Linked DNA regions of Ovis aries: region 2 is linked to region 1. A link is a contact called in public Hi-C data. All regions are on one chromosome and are shown on one strand. Each heading gives the region's core, a stretch centred on a gene start, on an enhancer-like site or on the middle of the called end of the contact. The rest is flanking DNA. Distances are from core to core; before and after follow the strand shown.

Region 1 (6,970 bases), core at 2,190-4,689:
CGCCTCTCCCCCTCCTCCCCCTCCCCTCCCCCTCCTACTCCTACCTTCTGGGTGGCAGATGTGGCTTTTTTTTTTTGAGCATGGGCTTTATTTTATTATTATAAAATATCTTATTTACTTTTGGCTGTGTCAGGTCCTAACTGTGGCCCACAGGCTGTTTTTTGTGGCACAGGTCTCTCTCTAGTTGGGGTGGGTGGGCTCGGTGGTGGTGGCCCGTGGGCTTAGTGGCTCCTCGGCATGAGGGATCTTAGTTCCCCGACCAAGGATCGAACCTGTGTGCCCTGCACTGGACGGTGGGTGCTTAATCCACTGAGCCACCAGGGAAGCCCCCTGAGCTTGGGCTTTTAAACAACCCAGGCAAACCCTGTCCACCTTGGGGTGGCTTCAGGTTTGCGGAGACGCTGCGAAGCAGGCAGAGCTGCAGATACCCCCTCCCCCGCCTCCCCCATGGCTGACGTCCCCCACGACCACGGGCTACGCGTCAGAACCAAGAAACCGGCGGCGGCCCCTCACCCCTGCCCGGACTTGTGGCTGCACCGGAGCCTCACCCGTCCCTCTGCCCGCGCCGCTTGTCTGTCCCAGGACCACCAGGGCTCACGCGGCCTTCCGCCGCCGTTCACCCTGCTCTGCTCTGTGACACTTTTGTTTTTCACGATCTCGAGAGAGTTGAGGCGTAAGGGGCAGGTGTTTTACAGAGATGCCCCCAGCCGGGGTTTGTTTGGTGTTTTTCTCACGATTCGCCTGGGGTCATGGGCTGGGGGCCGAGCCCCGCGGGCTGAGCACCCTGTCGTGTCATCTCCGGGGACGCGAGGCCTGTGCGGTGTCCCTGGGGGTGCTCAGCTGACCACTCGCTCACGCTGGACTCCGCTCTTCCCCACTGCGTTCCCTTGGCTTCTTTGCTCCAGGAAGCGCATCTCTGGTCCAGCCCATGCTCAAGCGTGTGTGGGGATGAAGCCCCGCTCTCTGTGTGCAGTCTTTTGAAACTTTGCAGGTCCTTGTCATTCAGATGCATCCCCACCCCCAGTCATAGCCTCCGTTTTGTATGTGGAGACTGGGGACAGGGAGATTCCCCCTGGGTCTGCCCTGGATGAGGAGAGTCAGGGCGCCCTGGCCAGGAGCACATCTGATCCTTGTCAGTTATCATCGTGAATACATTTGACCTTTATGCTCTTGTAAAGCAGCAGTCAGCTTTGCAATGCCTTCTAAAGGTGAGGACGCCAGGAGGGGAAGGGGCTTGTCCGTGTCCGACCCAGCCCTGGCCTCCCCAGCCTTTCTGACTCCCGGCCTTGGGGGTGAGTGGCCCTGTCACCTGGTGAGGAGCTGCCCGAGGCTTCGAGGAGCCAGCTGTCCCGCCCTCCTGGCTCACGGCCCTGTTTCTCGGCCCGCAGGAGGCCAGCCGCCGTGAGCAATGGGGACGCCATGGACGCAGCTTTCTCCGAGGCCCAGCGCTCCAGCTGGAGGCGGAAGAGTTCCCGTCGCAGTAAGTGCCCCTCCCCACCCTGCCCCCCAGGTCTCAGCCCCAGGAGGCTGGTGCCAGGAGAGGCCCCCTTCTCTAGGCCGAGGGAGCTGATGTGGGCTCACGCTCCCTGAGGGGCTGTCCTCGCTACGTGGCCTTGGTGGCAGCTGAGGGAGACGGGCCACTGCCCACCCATGAGACTCGCCCCTTTTGCCACCCTGGAACCACGTTCCCAGAGTAGATCACACACCCAGCTGTCCATCTGTCCCCCTCCCCCACAAGCTCCTGCAGGTCGATCTGGGCAGCGGGTGTTCCCCAGTGCCCAAGACGAGGGGGTCCCTCTGATAGCAGTACCAGACACATGGGTGGGCGCTTACTGTGCAGAGGGCAGGTGCCAGGAGGAGGGTGGGAGCTGAGAGAGCCCACGAGGCCTGAGGCAGAGTGCAGAGAAGCAGGCGCCAGGGCCAGAGTGTCCAGGTCGAGGGCAAGGGGAAGCCTGGCACCGGGGGAGCAGTGAGCCATGGTGTGGTGGAGGGGAGAGGCTGGGGGTGAGCAGGGCCCGGTGAGGCTGCCATCTCCCCAGGTCCTCCCAGGGTGCGTGGGGAAGGCCTTGGAGGCCCTGCTTCCTGAAGGTGTCAGGGAGACAGCCATGTGGCCACGTCTGCATTTCAGCCGCATCACTGATACTCTGGGAGAAGGTAGTGGGCTGGAGGCTGTCCCAGGGAGGCAGGTGACATCTGGAGCTAGGGACCTGGAGAGAGGTGGGCAGGTCTGAGGGCCACTTGGGAGGCAGAATCTGTGTTGGTGGGGAGGGGGCGGTGAGGGTCCTACAGGGCTTTGGGGGCCCTGCGACCACAGGAGGCAACACAGAGGGAGGAACTTCAGAGTCCATCTGGCCCTCTGTCCCTGGAAGGCCTGCGGGGTGAGGACAGGCTCCCCGCAGGGGTGGGGGCTGGTTTTCCAAAGCCTGTCTCTGCAGGGCTGCATGTCCCTAAAGAGGGCAGAGACTGGGCACACAATTTTAGGGGGCAAGACCTCTGTAAATATTCTGTTTCGGGAGCTGCTAACATGGGCAGGGTGTGTGCTCTGCCCTGCTCATAGTCTACCCAGCAAAGTGTTAGGGGAGTAGCATGCTCATTTGCTGATTTTTTTTTAACCAGTCAGGACCCCACTGGCTGAGTTTTGGGGGACTGTCCTTAACCCCACTCTCCAAATCCCATCATCCCCTGCTCCCTGCCATCCCGTGTATTCAGGGTGGCTGCCTTGCCCTCCCCCACCGCTGGGTACCAGGTGACTCCTTTGGGGCAGTCCTGGGGGCCTGGGCGGCTGAAGAGGCTTCCGGGGCCGGCCCGGGGCTGGGTCTGCTTAAGGCTCTCTGCAGGTGCCATCAGCCAGGTGCGCAGGCCTGCTGAAGCAGGCGGGGCTTCCGCGGCCTCTGGGAGGGCTCCTTGGAGGCCTGGGGGCGGGAAGAGGCAGCTGTCCCAGTCTTCCGAGAGCAGTGGCCGGCGGGGGCTCCCCAGGGGCCGGGCTGCAGGCTGCTGGCCCGTCCGGGCCGCGGGGACGCGGGCAGGCGGAGCGAGCTGCCGGCTGGTGCAGTCCTGATGTCAGTCTGGCGGCCGCCTCCCGCCGGGCGCCACAACCTCATTCGTGCTCCCTCCCTGTCCTTCTCTCGCAGTCGAGCGGTTTACTTTCCCCGCCCTGGAAGAAGATGTGATTTACGACGACGTCCCCTGCGAGAACCTGGACTCCCAGCAGCCGGGTAAAGCCTCTTCTCTCTGGACAGAGTCGGGGACGGAGCGGGGAGGCGGGGCCTGGCGAGGGTCTCCTCTTCCACTTCCTCCCCGGCCCCACCCGGCGCACGGCCCCTCCTCCCTGTTTTTAGAAACTGCTGCAGTCAAACCGGGAAAGTGGGAGACGGCTGCGGGCTGGCCGGCCCGGGGCGGGGCTAGGGCTGCATGGGGCGGGGTTAGGGCTTCATGGACGGGGTTGGGGCTGCGTGGGCGGAGCTAGGGCCTCAGGGGGCGGGGTTATGACTTCAAGGGGAGGGGTTAGGGCCAAGGGGGCGGGGTTAGGGCTCCATGGGGCGGTATAGAGCTTCCAGGGTAATATTGGGGCTTCAAGGGGCGGAGTTCGGGCTTCTCTGGCCGGGGGTTGCTGGGCTGTGGATACCCGACTGTGTCCGATTCTTTCCTAAGTCGTGTCCGACTCTTTTGCAACCCTTATAGACTGTAGCCGTCAGGCTCTTTTGTCCAGATTTTCTAGGACAGATTTTCCACTGGAATGGGTTGCCCTTCCTTCTCCGGGGGATTTTCCAGACCCAAGGATCGAACCCGTGGCTCCTGCCATATTTCCAGCATTACAGGCAGATTCTTTGAGCCACTGGGTTCTGTGGATCCCCAGGCAAGTCATTCACTTCTCCGGGCCTCCATTCCTCCTGAATATGGCTTAATAGTTCAGACATCCCAGGTCTATTGGAAATGACAGATTGTTAAAGCTGAATGCAGCAGGGAAGGCCTGGGAAAGCCTGGGCCCTGCTCTGGAGACAGGCCCCTGGTGGGCTGGGAAGGCAGGGAGATTGTGGCCACAGGGTGCGCAGGGCAGAGGAGGGTGAGTCCTGCTGGCACAGGCCTGCATGCTCATCCGGCTCGAGGGAGGACTATCCAGGGAGGAGGGGTGTTTAACATCCATTCACCATGAGAGCGTCTTTGCTCGAACACGCCGCCGGCTCTTCATGGTTTATCTCATGTAATTTGGTCTGAAACTTTGACTTAGGCCGTGTGTGTCTGTGTGTGCCTGCGTGCGTGCTCAGTCACTCTTTGAGACCTTATGGATTGTAAGCCGCCAGCTCCTCTGTCTGTGAATTTTCCAGCCAGGAATACTGGAGGGAGTTGCTCTTTCTTACTCCAGGGGATCTTCCTGACTCAGGGCTCGAACCCACAGCTCTTGCATCTCCTTCACTGGCAGCTGGATTCTTTGTCGCTGCACCGCCTGGCAAGCCCCCTGACTTAGGGCATCACTTCCTGTTCTCCAGTGGAGGGAGTGACGGAGGCAGGGCTGGGATTTGAGCCTGGGGCATTCGGACTCCAAGTCCAGTGTCTGTGCCTTCACTCCAGAGGATTTGGATGGCGTTTTGTGACAGATGAAGCACAGTTGCTCCCCCTCTTCAATCACCCTGAGAGATTGGTTGGGTAGGGCCTGTGGCTCCAGTTGACAGTCACATCAGAGAGGGTTAAGCCACCAGCCCCAGATCACAGAGCCAGAATTCGAGTAGACATCTGTTTGGTCCTGCTTTTTCTACGACATGATTCTGCCTGTCTTCAGCGGCTCCCCGTCTCAAGCCCCTGCATTCGAGGAGCTCCTAGTCTGATGGGGCAACCGTAACCTTGCTGGGGCAGCGTATGGTCCAGCAGGAGAGCCACAGAGGCAACAGGACAAGGCCTAGGGTCCCCGGAGGCACACTCCCGACGCCCGTCCCAGCACCCGGGAGGCTGGGCCTGTGACCCATGCATCCACTTAGCAAGCTCATCCCTGGAGGAGCCCGGAACCCTTTCCTGCTTGTAGCTCTCTCGGATCTGGAAGAGTGGGAAAGGATGGCTATAGGAAGGTCCCAGAGCTGGGAGAGCTGAGTGGCCTGAGGCCACTATTTGGCCCCCTTTGGGCTGTTCTCCCTCCTGAATCCAATCAAGCCAGCCATTACTTGGTCACAGTCTGCTGGGCACCCCTGTGTGGGGATATGGCAAGTCCTGCAGTTTACTCTGAGATGGGCAGGAGCAGGTGGCCTAGAGCCAGCTCCAAGCCTGCAAACTCAGGACTGGGGTCCCTGCCCTGGGACACCCGCTCTCCCTCAAGGCTGTGGCCGGCCCTCAGCAGGTGCACCCCACAAGCAATGCTCTTACTGTGGGCGTCATACCTGCCGAGGCCCAGCACTGACCTGTGTGGCCTGTGGGCTCAGTGGGCCCTCCACGGGGAGGGTGTCCACTGGGGTGCGGACCACACAGGCCAGGGGACACGCAGCCCTGGGTTCTTAGTGCTGCCATTGATTTGGGCGCAGGGTTCTGTGCTTTGGGTGTCGGCTTCTTCACATGAAATCAGAATATCCTCTTGACCTTGTAGGGCTTCGGGAAGGGTGGCACCACAGAACTTCTGCCTAACCTCTCGGGCCCCATTCGATGCATCTGTAAAACTGGGCAGTACTAGCTTCCTCCTGGGGTTGTCGTGAGAATACCACAAGGGGGTTGGTGTGGAGCCCTGAGCGGGTGGCCGTGATCTTGAGCGTTAGTGAAGCCCGAGGCACCGGCTGGGGCTGGAGGTGGGGAAGCAGACCTCTGTGAGGCCCCTGAAGACTCAGATTTGGTGACTGTGTCTCCACTGGAGATAGTGTTTCTCAGTGAGCCTGGGGATCGTGAGCGTGGCCTCTGTGGAAGGCAGCGTGGTGGGTGGATGGAGCCCCCTTCCCGCTCACTGCCTGACTTGGGGCTCCATTGATCTCATTTGTCTGATAGAAAGAGGTGGTAGTTCCCGGCCCCAAGGGCCACTGGGAGGACCTGGCATGTAGTTGTAGGTGGCCAGGGCCAGAAGGAGGGCAGGTGGGTGCCTCGTGGTTCCTGCTCCGGGCCGCCCCAGGAACCGAGCTCTGCCCCTTGGCTCCTGGGTCGTGGAGCCTCTGCTGCAGTAACGGGACAGTCACCCCAGGAAAGGCCACAGCCTGGTCTCCAGCCGCTAGACTCCCTGGAGACATTGGGCACTATTATCTTTTGCTGAAAAAATAGCTCTGTGCTCCCTCCTGATCCTGGGACCAGAGTCTCCAGCCTAGCCCGGTGTGTCTGTTCTGCTCTTTGGCTGAGAGTCTCTCCAGAGCCCTCACCCCCAGCTGCCCTGTGTGGGGGAGGTGGAGGCTTGGGGTCAGTGCGGAGACACTCAAGCCCACCCAGAGCCCCCATGAGTCAGGACCAGCTGCTCTTTGCTGGGTGCCTGCCGCGTGCCAGGCTCTTGGCTAAGGGCTTTTCATCCCTGTTTTTATTTCCTTCACCTTTCAGCTTATTATTATCCCCATTTTGCAGAGACAGCTCTGAAAACCAAAGTTCTCAGCCCTTCAGTATGTGCGGTTTCTGAGCAGATTTTTTTCTTTTTTTAATTTTAAACCCATTCCAGTGCTTTCTTCTGAGCTGACAGCAAGCATTCTCACCTTCGTGCAGTTTTGGGAGTCTGGCCTCACTTCTGCGTGGCCTGTGGTTTAGCTATTCTCCAGGCAACAGCCCAGGACGTGAACCCCGTCAGTGAAGTGGAGGCTAGGCTGAGGCCCTGCGTTCTGGGCCCAGGAAAGTGGATTTCCCTTCTTGGAAGCAGCATCTCAAACCCGAGTTCACAGGGGCCACAGAGGGCCCTGATGGCGCCTGTCCTTCCAGGCCAAAGGACTCCGAGGTCTCTGTCCCCCAGTTTCCCGTGAGTCGGTGGAAGAGGGAACACTCCTGGATGATGGGCCAGGTGCGCCCCCTACTGGACCTTCATGGAGCC
Region 2 (6,970 bases), core at 1,839-4,338, 95 kb before region 1:
GGAGCCTGGACCTCCACTCTCTCTCTCTCCATCTACACAGTGGGGACGATACGTCCTGTCTTCTCTCTTCCTTTCAGGGCAGGCTGCGGAGCGACATCCTTGTCCAGATGTGGGGGAAAGCCCAGTCTAGAGCAGCTGACCTGGCTTTGCACCCTGGCGCCAGTGAGCTGTGTGGCTCTGGGTCTGTTTCCTCACAGCGAGGCTGGGGGACTGAGAATGGCACGCATGTGCTGTGTGTGTCTGCTCTGCTCTCGGTGTTGTTATTATGTTAGAAGCCACATGGCCTCCTGTGCAATCTTCAGTTAAAGAGGACGAGGTCATGTTCCCCAGGCCAGCGCCTGGACCTCCAGCGGTGTCCACTGCCCTTTGTTTACAGGATTTCCCTGAATCCTCATCGCAACATCATCGTCCCGGTTTATGGATGAGAAGACTGAGGCTCCAGGAGGCGGAGTGACTTGCTGAAGATCCACATGTGCAGAACCAGCTGACCCCGGGATGGGGGAGAGGGCCCGAGGCCCGGGTGCAGTGCCTCCCCAGGGATGAGGGAGAGGACCCAGTGCCTCCCCGGGGATGGGGGAGAGGGCACAGTGCCTCCCCGGGGGTGTGGGAGAGGGCCCGAGGCCCGGGCGCAGTGCCTCCCCGGGGGTGTGGAAGAGGGCCTGGGGCCCGGGCGCAGTGCCTCCCCGGGGGTGGGGGAGAGGGCCCGGGGCCCGGGCGCAGTGCCTCCCCAGGGATGGGGGAGAGGGCACAGTGCCTCCCCGGGGGTGTGGAAGAGGGCCTGGGGCCCGGGCGCAGTGCCTCCCTAGGGGTGGGGGAGAGGGCCCGTGGCCCGGGCACAGTGCCTCCCTGGGGGTGGGGGAGAGGGCCCAGTGCCTCCCCGGGGATGGGGGAGAGGGCCCGGGGCCTGGGCACATTGCCTCCCCGGGGGTGGGGGAGAGGGCCCGGGGCCCGGGCCCAGGGCCTCCCGGGACTTGTCCAGCCCTGGATGCAGCCCCATTCTGCCTGTGCTGCTCATTTCAGTGCTCAGCACCCATGGGCGCCGTCCACCGGGCAGACCCCTCTGGTGAAACCTGGCCCCAGGGTTGTCCCTCTGGGCCACAGCAGCGGCCGACCACTGACTCCTGGGAGGAAAGCTCTGTAGCTGGTAATGATCCATAAATGCCCACCCCTGGCCTCTTGGGAACTGGTTCCCCTCAAGCCTTTGGCTTTGGTCCCCCCTCTGACTTGCTTTCTATTTCTGCAACGTCTTGAGTGTGCCCCAGCTGTTTGTGCTGTGAATTTCATTCCCAGGATGGCCCTGAGCTTGATAGAAGAGAGGCGCGGTAGAAATCTAATGAACGCATGGGTGGCCAGGCAAATAGATGTGATTGAGCTGTGCCGCTGAGCCTCTTAGGAGGGGTGAGATCCTTAGAGTACCGTTCGAGGGCCTGAGCTGGAAAGGGAGGAGGCAGGAGTTCAGCACTTGACTTGAGCCGAGGTTAGAGACAAGACGGGCTTCCCTGTGGCTCAGAGGGTGAAGAATCCGCCTGCAACGCAGGAGACCTGGATTCGATCCCTGGGACAGGAAGATCCCCTGGAGAAGGGAATGGCAACCCACTCCAGTATTCTTGCTGGGAGAATTCCGTGGACAGAGGAGCCCGGTAGGCTGCGAAGAGTCAGACATGGCTGAGAAACATTCAGTTTCACTCAGTTTAGAGACAGGTTGGCATAATGTTGAAGTACCAGGCCTGCATTCAAATCCTGGCCCAAGAGGGCCGCCATGCTTTGATTCCCTGTTGGTGTGGATCAAGTTTACACTCCTTGTCTTAACCTATGCAGAGTGAGGGCACGTGGCTGCCGAGCCAGGGTCTCAGGGTCTTGCTCCTGCATGTCCTCTCTCTTGGACCTCTGTAATCTCCACCTGAGACCAGCGTGCGCTGGAGGCCGGGGCCGTGGAGAGCGGCCTGAGACAGGCTGCCCTAGACCAGAAGACGGCAGATGCAGGAGCAAGTCGAGTCTAGCTGAGATCAAGCTTGGTGCAGGAGCGAGTCGAGTCTAGCTGAGATCAGGCTTGGTGCAGGAGCCCTGCTTCCCTGGCGGTCCAGTGGTTAAGACTCTGCTCCTCCAAAGCAGGGGACACAGGCTCGATTTCCGGTTGGGGAACCAGGATTCCACACGCTGTGCAGCATGGCCAAAAAACAACGACAAAACAAGCCACCTCCAAATCCTAGCAACCGAAAACAAGAAAGCTCGGCTTTTCACTACTTGTTGATGGCCCATGGGCTGGGCCTTGGCGCATCTTGCCGTGCAGAGACCTGGGCTGCTGAGGTCCCCGTTCTGAGTGGTGCTGAGCCGGGCACGGTGCCGGGACTCAGAGTCTCAGCTGGTGACGGAGCGCTCAGCCCGGAAGTGACGCGCGGGGCGCTCACAGCTCAGGGGCCCCACCTACCCAGGGGTCAGGAAGTGATCCTTCTTAGCAGGAGAGAGCCGGAAATATTGGCTGAACCAAGGTCGTCAATGGTGGCTATTGTTTCCTGCTCTTCAAGGCCAGGGAGTGGAAAAGTGAAAACAATAAGAGAAACGGTGCTAATAGCAGCTCTGCTTACTGAGAGCCCGCTTCTCGCCAGGCACTGTGAGAGGCCGAACGCGTGTCATCAGGCCCTCACTTGCACAGTGGAGCACGCGGCTCCAGGAGCCACACGGCCGGCCTGGGACTCCAGGCTGGTGGCGGAGCCTGAGTCCAGACCCAGGGCTCTGAAGCTCACTGTCTTTCTAGCAGACTGTGTCGCCCCTTTTCAGAGTCCCCAGAGGTTGACCAAGGCGCATTTGAAAGAATGCCCAGAGGTTAGGCAAGGGCCAGACCAGGCTTCCCTACACAAGGCTGGCCAGGCAAGGCTGTCCCTGGGCTCCCACCAGTCGCATCAGAAGCCCAGAAAGCGCCTGTTGGCGCACTTTCATTCCCCTTGCCCCTTCCGGTTTTGCAACACACTGTCTCTCTGAGGAATTCCAGATGAGCCCGATTCAGGATTTTCTTACCCCATCAGACTGGAGGCAGGCTCCTCCCCTTTGCAGAGCTGTTTGTAACAACTGTCCTCAGTTACCACACTCCCGTGCTGTTCGCCCGCGGGTGTCAACTGCTTCATGAGCGTTTTCTTACGGAAACCTCTCTGCAGCCCTGTTATCAGCTCCATTTTACACAGGTGGGATCAGAGGCTCAGAGAGGTTAAGTGCCCCTCCGAGGTTGCCCAGCTGGTGAGGACTGCAGGCCCGGCGGCCTGGCCCCACAGCCTGTCTCTTCTCTGTTTTGGGGACTGTGCTGGGCCCCTCGCTGCACTGCGTGGGGCTCTCCGGTTGGGCTTGAGGGCTCTGGAGCGTTGGGGTCAGTAGTTGTGGCGTCCTGGCTTAGCGGGCTCCAAGGCACGCGGGATCTCAGTTCCCTGACCGGGGACCACACCCACATGTGCACTAGAAGGCAGATTCTTAACCACGGGACCCCAGGGAAGCCTCCCGACACCCTCACTTTTAACCACTAAGAGGGCTTTAACGTCCCTGAACTCATCTTCCCTCAAACACACACAGCCCCCAAACCTTCATGGCAGAATGCAACCGTTTTGTGATGCTTACCGGCTCAGGGGCTTGGACAGGTACAACAGGGAGAGCCCGTCTCTGCTCTGTGCTGTCTGGGGCCTCGGCTGAAAGGCCTGAAGCCCGGGCTGACTCGAGAGCAGGCTGCTGGAATTGTCTGCTGGCAGCTGATCCCGGCTGAGACCGGGGTTGTTGACTCCCGACCTCGTTGTGCAGCTGGGGCCTCCTCACGTCGTGGCAGACCTTTGGTCTCTGTCTCACGGGGTGGCTTCAGGGCTGAGTGGGAGCTAACAGGACGGAGGCACACGCCCTCGTCTGAGCTGGCAGAATCACTTCTGCGGCGTTCTGCTGGCTGCACAAGGCTGCCCAGATTCAGGCGCAGACCCTGTCTCTCCACGAGGGGAGTCAGAGCACTTGTGGGCATGTTTACAAGCTCCACGTGGAGGGCATCGATGCCTGGCCGTGGAAAGCTGGGACGGTGAGTGTAGAACCCTAATGGGGCAACGCAGACTCGGGTTAGCGCTGACCTCCAGCAGCCCATCACTGCCTCTTGGCCAAACAAAATAAAAATTTCCCCCCTATTTATTTATTTAGGCTGTGCGGGATCTCAGTTGCCGCGCACAGGCTTTTCTAGTTGTGGCACAAGTGCTTAGTTGCAGTATGTGAGGCCTTCATCCCCTGAACAGGGATTGGACCCTGGCCCCTCCACTGGGAGCCCGGCGTCTCAGGCAGGGGAAGCCCCTTGGCAGGGCTCTGGGGCGTGCTGGTCCTGGAGGACATGCTCCTGGTGGCCAGCAGGGGGCGCCCAGCAGCCCTTGGCGTCCCCAGGTTAGCGGAGGGCAGGAGAGGGCGCCTCTCTGGACGCTCTGCCCCCACTGCCCAGCAAGGAGCTCTGGCGGGACCCCAGCTGTGTCCACACCTCTCCCTACGGACTCCAAATAGGCTGTCGCTGGTTTTCCCTGCTTCTCACCAGCTGCGCCAGCTCCACAGACCCCCTGGGGCCGCAGTCCAGGCGGGGCTCCAGCACTGGCTTTGCAGCCTGGCGGGTCACGAGCTGGGACAAACCACACCCCTGGTCTGGACTTCGGGCTTCCCCAGAGGGGAGACCGAGGCTGCTGGGCTCCGTCACCCTCTGGTTTCCAGGACTCCAAGGAGCACCTGCATTTCTTAGGGGAACGCTCCCCTCCCAAGACCCCTGCAAGCTCCTTGGGGACAGATGGTGTCGTCTAGACTCCGGGCAAGGCATTATCCCGGGCTTCAGTCTTCTCATCTGGAAAATGGGGATGTCAGCGGCGCCTGCCTCAGGGAGTCATCAGGAGGTGGACAGGTTTACAGAAGCCCTGGCACCTTAGTGGGTGGTCACTGACAGCTTCCTGCCTTCTTGCATTCCTGCAAGAAGAGCCCAAGGAGGCAGATTCATGAGTCACGAGTCCCCTCGGGTCTCCTGGGGGCTCGGGGAGAGTGCGGATGTTTGAGTGCCGGCCGTCACAGTGGCTAGACACAGAGTTCCAGGAGCAGGCCTCTTGGGACTGCCTTCCAGTGGCTCCAAGGATCTGAGGGAGGTTGCTGAGAATACCTCTTGTTTTTACAAAATGACTTGCCCTCCCAGGCGTGTGCCCACAGCCCCCTGTGTGGGTATCATCTTGGATGGCAGGTGGGCATCAGGCCTAAGGCCCACAGGAGACACTGAGGTCCGGGGAAAAGACTGGGGACTTTCCTGGAAGCAGTAACAGCCAGCCTTCCTGGGAATGGGCACCCACGATACATGGAGAAGCTCATCCTCCAGCCACGAAGGGCATCGCCGTTCGTGGAGGGTGAGGAAGCCCTCCCTGCTGTCACGGCTCTGCCAGATGGGAGCCCGAGTGCTCGGGCTCCTGGAAATTCCTGTCTGCTCTCCGCCCCCGCACTGCCCACCTCCGGAGGCTGGGCCTTGCTCGTCCTCATCTCTCCTTCCTGCCCCTCCAAGCTCTCCACGTCCCCAGGCAGGGCCGGGGCAGCCCCAAGGGTCTCAGCTTCTCTTCGTCAGCGGCTGACGTTTGCCTGCAGGGTGGAGCTAAGTGTCACGAGACTCCAGCTGAGAACCTCTCTTGGCAACAGAGGTCACTCATCTTTCTCGCCGTCCCTTCCTCCCAGGTTTGGGCTGTGATCCCGAGGCCTGTTTGCAGGTTTGAAGACACAGCGTCAGTTCTTTCTCTTTGGCTGTCCTGGCTCTCAGTTGCAGTGTGCAGGGTCTGGTTCCCTGACCAGGGGTTGCACCGGCCCCCGACGCTGGGAGCGCAGACTTGTAGCCACTGGACTGCCAGGGAAGTCTTGCGGCATCAGCTTTTGGAAACACAGCCTGTGGCGGCTGTCCAGAACCAGGGGCTTCAGAGGCAGAGGAGAGAGCGAGGCCTCGGGGTGTGGAGTTGCCGGGAGGGGCCACTTTTCAGGGAATCGGCCGTTAAACTTCTCAGGACTCGGGGAGGCTTGCCTTGGGTGCCACAGGCCTGAGGGCTGAGCGCCGTGTGGCACTGCGGGTGCCAAGTAGGCTGTGATGGCACCTGGGGGCACCCTGGCGGCTCAGCCCTCCTGTGGCCCCCTTTCCTTACCCGTCCGCTGTACCTGGGCAGCCCGTCAGTTTCCCTGCGCTGGGCCTCTTGCCTTGCCTGTCTCCTGCAGTAGAGAGGGGCTGGATCCTCCCTTCTGGGCCCAGACAATTGAAGAGATGGCTCCAAATGGCAGTGCCACCAGCTTTCTGACCTGGCAGACTGCCCCCACCTGCATGCCACTGTCCAGACCCCAGCCTGGGATGGATGGACCTCTGTTGGGCTGACATTTGCCAAGTCAGGCCCAGACTGAACAAAACAGAAGCTTCAATCCCAACTCTGCCTCGTTCTCTCTGTGTGACCGCAGGCGAGACTCAGATCTTTCTGAACCTCAATGTTCTCATCTGCAAAACGGGAAATACACTAACGAACCTAGACTAGGTCGTGGGGGTGAACCCGGGTGGCACGGTGCTGGGGGCGGGGCAGGCGCTTAGCAAATCCAGCTGCTGGGTTCTGGCCCCTGCAGCTGCCTGAAGCTGATGCTTCCCCACTTGTGCCCTACCTGGAGCCTCCCGCCTTCTTGTCAGTTCAGGACAGTCAGTGTCGACCGGGCAGCTGAAAGCCTGAACTCCAAGGGGAGACGGTTAATCCATTATGCGCGTTTGTGATGAACTGACCTGAGACTTTCAGTGAGTCTGTTTAACTGACAGGTAAGAATCATCTGGGGCTTCCCAGGTGGCAGAAGTGATAAGAAGCCACCTGCCGATGCAGGAAATGTAAGAAACACGGGTTCAGTCCCTGGGTCGGGAAGATCCCCTGCAGGAGGGAATGGCCACCCACTCCAGTGTTCTTGCCTGGAGAATCCCACGAAGAGGGGCCTG

What was found. A called contact is a pair of places that touch in the nucleus more often than the background predicts.
Region 2: a contact with region 1 is called in a Hi-C map of tail adipose tissue, with 6 times the contacts expected there. The contact joins two enhancer-like sites. A contact is called at or near these places in 12 of 16 Hi-C or Micro-C datasets (blood, hypothalamus, liver and 6 more).

Annotation. Positions count from the first base shown.
Region 1 is chr2:248,733,405-248,740,374 of ARS-UI_Ramb_v3.0, reverse strand. ARHGEF10L (Rho guanine nucleotide exchange factor 10 like) reads left to right here. Exons shown (of 29, transcript XM_042244756.1): 5 at 1,389-1,480; 6 at 3,132-3,215. Among named protein-coding and RNA genes, the nearest start is that of ARHGEF10L, 83 kb to the left of the region's middle. Within about 2 kb of position 3,439, at least 37 of the 54 cell types and tissues checked have an H3K27ac peak or open chromatin away from gene starts, as enhancers often do. A contact at or near this core is called in tail adipose tissue, where this site is marked.
Region 2 is chr2:248,828,184-248,835,153 of ARS-UI_Ramb_v3.0, reverse strand. LOC121818794 (a long non-coding RNA gene) reads left to right here. Exons shown (of 7, transcript XR_009599691.1): 7 at 377-6,970. Among named protein-coding and RNA genes, the nearest start is that of ARHGEF10L, 12 kb to the right of the region's middle. Within about 2 kb of position 3,088, at least 5 of the 54 cell types and tissues checked have an H3K27ac peak or open chromatin away from gene starts, as enhancers often do. A contact at or near this core is called in tail adipose tissue, where this site is marked.